Regions from separate parts of the Mus musculus genome. Here region 2 is linked to region 1. Evidence: chromatin contacts called from public HiChIP or PLAC-seq data. All regions are on one chromosome and are shown on one strand. Each heading gives the region's core, a stretch centred on a gene start, on an enhancer-like site or on the middle of the called end of the contact. The rest is flanking DNA. Distances are from core to core; before and after follow the strand shown. Region 1 holds the start of Trp53cor1 (tumor protein p53 pathway corepressor 1). Region 2 holds the start of Fgd2 (FYVE, RhoGEF and PH domain containing 2).

The links. HiChIP or PLAC-seq counts read pairs in DNA pulled down with a chosen protein or histone mark.
Region 2: a contact with region 1 is called in an H3K27ac HiChIP or PLAC-seq map of epiblast stem cells. The contact joins the promoter of Fgd2 here to the promoter of Trp53cor1 in region 1. A contact is called at or near these places in 2 of 39 promoter capture datasets (frontonasal cranial neural crest and hippocampal neurons), 1 of 484 Hi-C or Micro-C datasets (neural progenitor cells), 1 of 115 datasets of contacts at active chromatin or transcription factors (epiblast stem cells) and 3 of 9 other capture datasets (adipose tissue, liver and pancreatic islet).

Annotation. Positions count from the first base shown.
Region 1 is chr17:29,076,356-29,080,496 of GRCm38.p6, forward strand. Trp53cor1 (tumor protein p53 pathway corepressor 1) reads right to left here and starts at 2,771. Exons shown (of 2, transcript NR_036469.2): 1 at 2,536-2,771.
Region 2 is chr17:29,358,697-29,362,501 of GRCm38.p6, forward strand. It overlaps Fgd2 (FYVE, RhoGEF and PH domain containing 2), which reads left to right and starts at 2,218. Exons shown (of 16, transcript NM_013710.4): 1 at 2,218-2,461. The coding sequence starts at 2,397.

The DNA.
Region 1 (4,141 bases), core at 1,521-4,020:
AAGACAGAGAGAGAGAGAGAGAGAGAGAGAGAGAGAGAGAGAGACTAGGAAGATTGCCTGAAGAGGAAGGAAGTCGGCTTTCAGACGCCCTCAGGGCCAAAAGCGCAGCACTGCCAGCCTGCCCTGCAAATTATGGACTTGCCAGCCCACAATCAAGCAGACTGGTTCTCAAAATAGATTGGTCTTAGGTCTCTCTTTCTCGCCATCTTTTTCTGCTCCTTTTGATTCTGTGTCTCAGGAAACTCTGACAAATTTAGTAATAGGAACATATTATTTTCCTTTCCTTTCTTTGTTTTCTTTCTTTCTTTCTTTCTCTCTTTCTTTCTTTCTTTCTTTCTTTCTTTCTTTCTTTCTTTCTTTCTTTCTTCTTTTTTGAGATAGTATCTCTCATATGGACTAGCCTTAAATTTCCTGTATAGCCAAGATTGACCTTGAATTTCTGATCCTCTTGCCTCTATATCCTATATAATGGAATTTTTAGATTTTTTTTAAAAAGAGATTTTAAAAAAGATTTATTTATTTATTATATGTAAATACACTGTAGCTGTCTTCAGACACTCCAGAAGAGGGTGTCAGATCTCATTACCGGTGGTTGTGAGCCACCATGTGGTTGCTGGGATTTGAACTCAGGACCTTTGGAAGAGCAGTCAGTGCTCTTATCTGCTGAGCCATCTCTCCAGCCCTCAAGAAGAGATTTAATGAGTGTTTGCATGTGTGTGTGTGTGTGTGTGTGTGTGTGTGGCCTGTGGAGGCCAGAAGAGAGCATTGCTTCTTGCCTGCTACTGGAGTTAATAGATGATTATGAACTGTCAATGTGGGTGCTGGGAATCCAATTCTGTAAAAAGAGCCAGTGCTCTTAATCACTCGGCATCTCTTTCTCCCCAACCCCGTTTTTGTCTTTTGTTTTCTTGGATTTTCCCCCACTTTGGTATCAGAGTATCCCTAAGTAGCCAAAGTGAACCTTGAACTTGTAAGTCTCTACCTTGTTCACCAACTCTGGGTGCAACCACTCTCTCCTGGAATAGGTATTGCTAAAAATAGCTTTTGTGGGAACCAGCAAGTTAGCTTAGCAAGTAAAAGTGCTTGCTGCTAAGCCTGCGGGGCTGAGTTTGATCCCTGGATGGAGTAGAGACCATTCTGGTTAGTTGTCCTCTGACCGGCACACAAGCTTGCTATGGTACACCTATTTCCCTAATGAATTGATGATAATGAAGAAGGAGGAGGAGGGGTAGGGGTAGGGGTAGGAGAAGGAAAAGGAAGAGGAGGAGGAGGAGGAGGAGGAGGAGGAGGAGGAGGAGGAGGAGGAGAAGGAGAAGGAGAAGGAGAAGGAGAAGGAGAAGGAGAAGGAGAAGGAGAAGGAGAAGGAGAAGGAGAAGGAGAAGGAGAAGGAGAAGGAGAAGGAGAAGGAGAAGGAGAAGGAGAAGGAGAAGGAGAAGGAAGAAGAAGAAGAAGAAGAAGAAGAAGAAGAAGAAGAAGAAGAAGAAGAAGAAGAAAAGAAGTCCATGGTGCATCCAGCATGGAAAAGTTCTGGATTCTATAGGCCATCTGCTGGTCAACTGTTTCAACCAGAGGGCTCTCTCTGGAAGTAGACACAGGTTATGTGTGCCGCTACTACCTCTGGGAAGGAAATGGTGGCTGGAGGGTGGGGGTTTGTCTGGGGTCCGGAAAGACTTTTGTTTTTGTTTTTAACCAACATCCTTTTTCATCTTTTGACTGTTATTCCTGGGAATGTATTACGGACTCAACAAAATAAATACAGGAAATTATGGAAAAATGAAACTGCACTTTGGACTATACTACAAATAGAATTTTTAAAGATATTTGGAAAAAGAAATGAGCGGAGCGAGCAGCTGCTATTGATGGTGTCAAAGCAGTGTTTGTCTTCTCAATCCTGCTGACTGCAGTGGGTCCAGGCTTGGAGCGGCTCAGGCTAACAGCCCTGAGTGGGGGTGGGGTGGAGTGGGAGGTCGGTTGGCAAGCTCTTGGCTGAGGTTTCCTAAAACCTGGAGGGGCCGTGGCGGAGGCGGGGCTCTTCTTGCAGAAAGCCGCACAGCCCGAGGACAATTTGTTTTTGTTTTGTTTTTATGTAGCTTGCCATTGTTCAGTTTGATTTTTTTTTTTTTTCCCACACAGGGTCTCGCATAACTCAGGCGGAGGGCTGAAACTTAGTATGCCGCTATCTGGGCATCCAGCCCCCACCTCTGGAGTTCAGGGATAACCTACCAAGCCCGGTTTTTGTAGTGCTTAGAATGGAACCCGGGATTTCCTGTACGCTAGTCAAGCTCTCTACCAACTGAGCTACGACCCCGACTCCTTTCTTTATCGTCACGTAGTCCAGGCTGGCCTCAAAACTTCCCATGTAGCTGCGGATGACTTTGAACTCTGGATCTTCAGGTCTAAACTCCCTGTGCGGAGTGTGGGAATAAAAGGCTATGTCCTCGCTCCCCAGTGCTAGCTGTCATTGTTATTATTTTGAGAGAGGAAAAAAAAAAAAAAAGAAAGAAAGAAAGAAAGAAATAAGTCGAGGACACTCACGGAAAGCGAGTGGGACAGGCCAGGCCAGCTGAGGTTGTCCACAAGTTCTTGCCCTGGGTCTTTGGAGATATAATTAGCTGGTTTTTCCAGCGCTGAGTGGGTGGTTCACTTCTGCACCCCTGGCAAAGCTGGGAGATGATGCAACCGAAGGCAAGCCCGGGCAAGGCCGGCAGAGAGTTGTGGCTATGGGGCTCAGGCGACTTGGTCCTGGGCGTGGGGAGTGTGGGTCAGACTGCCAGGGGAAGCTAAGCCTGCCGGCTGCCCAAGTCTCCGCCTCTCCCCCCTCCCCCCATCCCTGCACAGTAACAACTTCTATTCTGAGTTCTTTCTCTCTGTGCTGCAGGTGGAAGAGTCCGGGGAAGAACTGGAGGCCACATGGGGGCCGGGGGGCGCTCTGTTCTGGGAGATTAAATCAGGCATTGAGGATGGAGAGAGGGCTTTTAATCAACAGGAGACATTTTCAGGTCACCATGTGCTCATGGGGTTAGCCAATCTTCTTTTACTTTTTTTGAGACAGTCTCCTGTTGCCACGGATGGCCTCAAACTTGCTAGGTAGAGGAGGATGCCCTTGATCTTGGGACCTTTCTGTCTCCATCACCCAAGTGCTGGGACTGAAGCCTTGCCCCATCATATCTGGCTGTGAAGTATAGTGTTTTGTTTTGTTTTGCTTTTCCCCTTGGTTTTTTGAGACAGGGTTTCTCTGTATACTGGCTGTCCTGGAACTCACTTTGTAGACCAGGCTGGCCTAGAACTCAGAAATCTGCCTGCCTCTGCCTCCCAAGTGCTGGGATTAAAGGCGTGCGCCACCACTGCCCAGCGAAGTATAGTTTTTAATTGTGTTCATTGTCACGTAAAGATCCTAAGGGCTGGTGAGATGGTTCAGTGGACTCAGGAGCTTGCCGCCAAGGTTGGCAAGCCCTGTTTGAGCCTCAGAACCTGGATGGTAGAAGGAGAGAACTGAGCCTGAATGTTGTCCTTTGACCTTCCCTAATGTTGTCTTGTTCCAGTGTATGTCGACACACAAGAAATAATGCAGTTAAAAGATAGGATAGGGCTGGAGAGACAGCTCAGCGGTTAAGAGCACTGACTGCTCTTCCAGAGGTACTGAGTTCGAATCCCAGCAACCACGTAGTAGCTCTGAACCATCCATAATAGGATCTGATACCTATTTCTGGGGTGTCTGAAGACAGCTACAGTGTACTTACATATAATAAATAACTAAATCTTTTTAAAAAATAGAATAGAGCCGGGCGTGGTGGCGCACGCCTTTAATCCCAGCACTCGGGAGGCAGAGGCAGGCGGATTTCTGAGTTCGAGGCCAGCCTGGTCTACAGAGTGAGTTCCAGGACAGCCAGGGCTACAGAAAAACCCTGTCTCAAAAAACCAAAAAAAAAAAAGAAAAAGAATAAAAAAAATAGAATAAAAGAATATTAATTTTTTATATTTATTTGTTTTGATTTGTATAGGTGTTTTGCCTGAATGTATGTGTGTGTACTTCATTTGTGCCATCCTGGGAGTAGACAGTACAGGAGACCAGCTCCTCTCCCCAGAGATGCCCACTGTCCTGGTCTCTATTTTCTTCTTTTAAAAATTTATTTATTTATTT
Region 2 (3,805 bases), core at 968-3,467, 280 kb after region 1:
GAGGGCTCATGGGGGTGAATTATTCTATTCTGTCTACCCTCGTGTATGTTCTTCATTTTTTTATGACAAAAAGTGCAAGGGGATCTAAGGTATGTTCTTCATTTTTTTATGACAAAAAGTGCAAGGGGATCTAAGGACGATGCTCAGTTGGTAGAGAGCCTGGCCGGCTCTGCATCCTCAGCATGGCATAAAACTAGCATTGTGGGGCTGGAGAGATGGCTCAGCAGTTAAGAGCACTTGCTCCTCTTGCAGAGGCCCTGCATTTGGGATTAGTGAGACTTAGTCCTCAGGACTGGGCTGGCCTCTGGTGGCAAACACAGCTGGGGGGTGGGGGAGCTCAGAGGTGCAGGGTTGCTGGGCAGGAGGCTCCAGGCTCACAGCTACCACAGCAGAAACTCTGCCAGGCACTTTGGGCTCCAGGATGGCTCACACTTGATCCGAGGACAAAGACTAGCTTCAGTGGAGGGTCCTGGCTCAGGATCCATGGGAGAGCAATGAATGAATGGCTTTCCAGCTTGAATGAGCAGAGCAGAGGCGCTGGTCACGTGTTCTAGAAACCCTGAGTGACCAAGAGGCAGATTTCCCTAGGGTGCTGTGATCAGGGGACCCTGAGGATGGAGTGCATGGAGGTCACCCTCCAGGTTCCCTGGGTCTTTGCTGGAGTCATAGGACACTTACCTGGGCTTCAGAAATGGCAGTTCTTCCCCTGTTCTTCCTGGGTGACCTCAGTCAGGTGTCTTGACTTCCATTGGCCTCCATTTCTGATAAGGGAGCACACTGTGTAACACAGCTATGGGAGTGAAAGAGAGGAGACTTGTTAGCTCTAACCCATAGGGGCTCTCCAACCCGGGCCACTAGAGAAATATCAACATCATTAAGACAAAAGCATCCAAAGAGGTGTTGGGGACCACAGGACCCCTTCCTGCATATCCTCACAGTCTGTGGGGTTTTTTGTTTTGTTTGCCCTATTTTTCTTTTTTTTTTTTTTTCCGGACAGGGTTTCTCTGTGTAGCCCCAGCTGTCTTAAAAGTTACTCTGGAGCTGGGCGTGGTGGCGCTCGCCTTTAATCCCAGCACTTGGGAGGCAGAGACAGGTGGATTTCTGAGTTCGAGGCCAGCCTGGTCTACAAAGTGAGTTCCAGAGCAGTCAGGGCTACAGAGAAACCCTGTCTTGAAAAAAAAAAAAAAAGTTACTCTGTAGACCAAGTGGGCATCAAACTCAGAGATCTGCCTGCCTCTGCCTCCCGAGTGCTGGGACTAAAGGTGTGTGCCACCACCAGTTCAGCTTTAGATGTTTTTTTTAGGGTAGGAGTACAAGAGATACAGTGTGTGTGGGTTGGAGCCCAGAGGCAACCTGAAAGAGTCTGCATTTTGGGTGGAGAATTGGTTCAGAGGTTAAGAGAACTTAGAAAGGACCTAGGTCCCATTCCCACAACACCCTCTTCTGACCATTGTGGGTACCAGGCACGAATGTGGTATAATAGACTCACACAGGCCAAACACTCATACACATAAAAAATAAAAGTAAATAAAAAGAAAGGAAAAGTCTATTTTTTTTCCACCATGTGGGGCTCCAGGGTTAGACTCAAGCTGCCAGGCTTGGCTACAAGTACTCTTACCCCTGAACCATCTCAAAGCCCACCCCATCCGACCCCATTTTTTTTTTTGAGACAGGTCTCACGTAGCCGAATCTGGTCTTATACTCATTACGTTGTCAAGGAAGAACTTGGACTTCTCCTCTCAAGTGGGTGCCATGGGCATGTGCCATGATACCCAGTTCTACAGTGCTGAGGATAAAGCCCTGGGCTTCCCGCATGCCAAGCAAGCATTCTCTATCAGCTGAGCTACATCCCCAACCCTGTGGTCCATTTTAATTTAAAAGCTGTTTTTCCATCAGCAGTGCACAGCGCCAGATGCAAGGAAGATGCTGAGAATGGTACTAAGTAAAACATCCCTGAGCCGTCCCCTTTCCCCCCATGCAGAGAATTGGATATCCAGGAAGCTGCTCATCCCAGGATCCGGCTCCAGAAACGTCCTGTGACCACTGTTGCCACAGCCCGTGCCTTCTCTAACAGGACTGGGTAGAAGTATCTGAGAGGTAAAGGTCAGATGCCAAGAGGGCCGGGCAGTACTTCACAGGCTCCTCCCACAGCAAGGAGAGTTTGACAGGCTCCTCCCACAGTAGGGAGTGCTGGCCTCTCTTCCAAGCTACTGGGACCACTTCCTCTTTTTTCACTCTGAAGATAGGAACTGCCCCAAGGCAGTCAGAAGCGATGGGCAGATTCCAGGCTGTGGTAGACCTGCTTCACCCGCTGGCCAGGGAGTGCTGAGGGCACCAGCCTATTGCCTCCCTCCCTGCTTCTGGGGTAACTGAGGACCACCTTGCAGGCTAGCAGGATGGAGCGAGCCTGTGAGAAGCAGGACTCAGTGTGCAACCTGGTGGCTGTGTTTGAGAACAACAGGTACAGATGGTGGGGGAGGGGTCGAGCCCTTCTATCTGATCTGGTACTTTGGGGCAGCACCTGGGGTCCCTCCATCCTGGGTGCCTGGCAGTACAGGCAACCACTGCTCTTGTGGTAGTAAGCTGGACAGGGTGAGCATGGGAGATCTCCAATCCATGCACACACACATCCCACTCACACCAGGACACAAATGGGAACAGGAAGGCGGGACACAGATGGAATGTGGCTGACTGGGACAAAGCAGAGCCATGCTCACCAGGCCTCTCTCCTAAGTTCCTTTCTATACCTCAGGGCTTACTCTGATGGCCCTAGGGTGTGACTTGTTTGGTTCCCATCATAGGGAGAACAGAAGAGGGGACACAGGAACTAGCTTCTTTGAATTTTGGGGCTGTGCTGGCACTTGTGTCTGAAGGGAAAAGACAAAGCCAGGAGTGGGAGGGGTCCTGAGTGGCCTTGGAGGGGCGTGAGTGTGAGACATGAAACCGCTTTGCAGGCCTGTGGTTTGGGAGTGCCTTTGGTCCTCTGGAAGCAGATAGAGGTTGGCCTCAGGAGGCTTAGGGGGAAGCTGTGGGGACCTGAGAGACGAGGGGAGGAGGGGCAGGTGGAGGGAGGGGCTGAGCCCTGGATTGTTGTAGAGGGTTCCAGAACCCGGGTACACCACAGTGAGTCCCCATGCCTTCAGCAGCTAGATGCTGGGTAAAGCAGCACTCTTACATGAAGATAAGGAGTCTGCCACCAGAGTCCCCAGCCCTCGGGAGCCACAAGAACAAAGCTTAGTGCCTAGAGTTCTGTGGAGGATGCAGGGGTAGATTTCTACTTGTGATACAAAGTTCCGTCCTTCTGAGACACCAGGCCACAGGCTTTAGATGCCCTGGGAAGGCCTCCACGCTGTGTTGTGGGCCTGCAGGCCATGCACAGGAGGTGCCTGGGGCCTCCACGTGGAAGCCCACATTCACCCCTGCAGAAGTTTCACTTCCTGGGTGAGCAGCCTGACTCTGCCTCTCCAGGAGCTTGGCTGAGTGCATCCTATTCAGCACCTGGGACAGCTCATTCCCACCGCCCTCTTGGCCCACCACACTCATGCTGGAGGGGGCGTAGGCTCATGTAGATGCCAGCCCTTGGGCTACTGAGTGGTGTCTGGCTGCACCTTGCAGGTAGAGTAGCCATACAGAGGAGTGGGTCACTAGAAGCGTGGTCAGGAGTGTGAGAGTCAGGCTCTGAGCAAGGGGACCATGCAGGCGTCTCTCTGTGGAGCCCTTGGTGCCTAGCTGATCTGAAACTGAGGGCTAGAGAGGAAACAGGCACAGGCCTGAGTGCTTAGAAATGCAGAAGCTGAAACCAAAT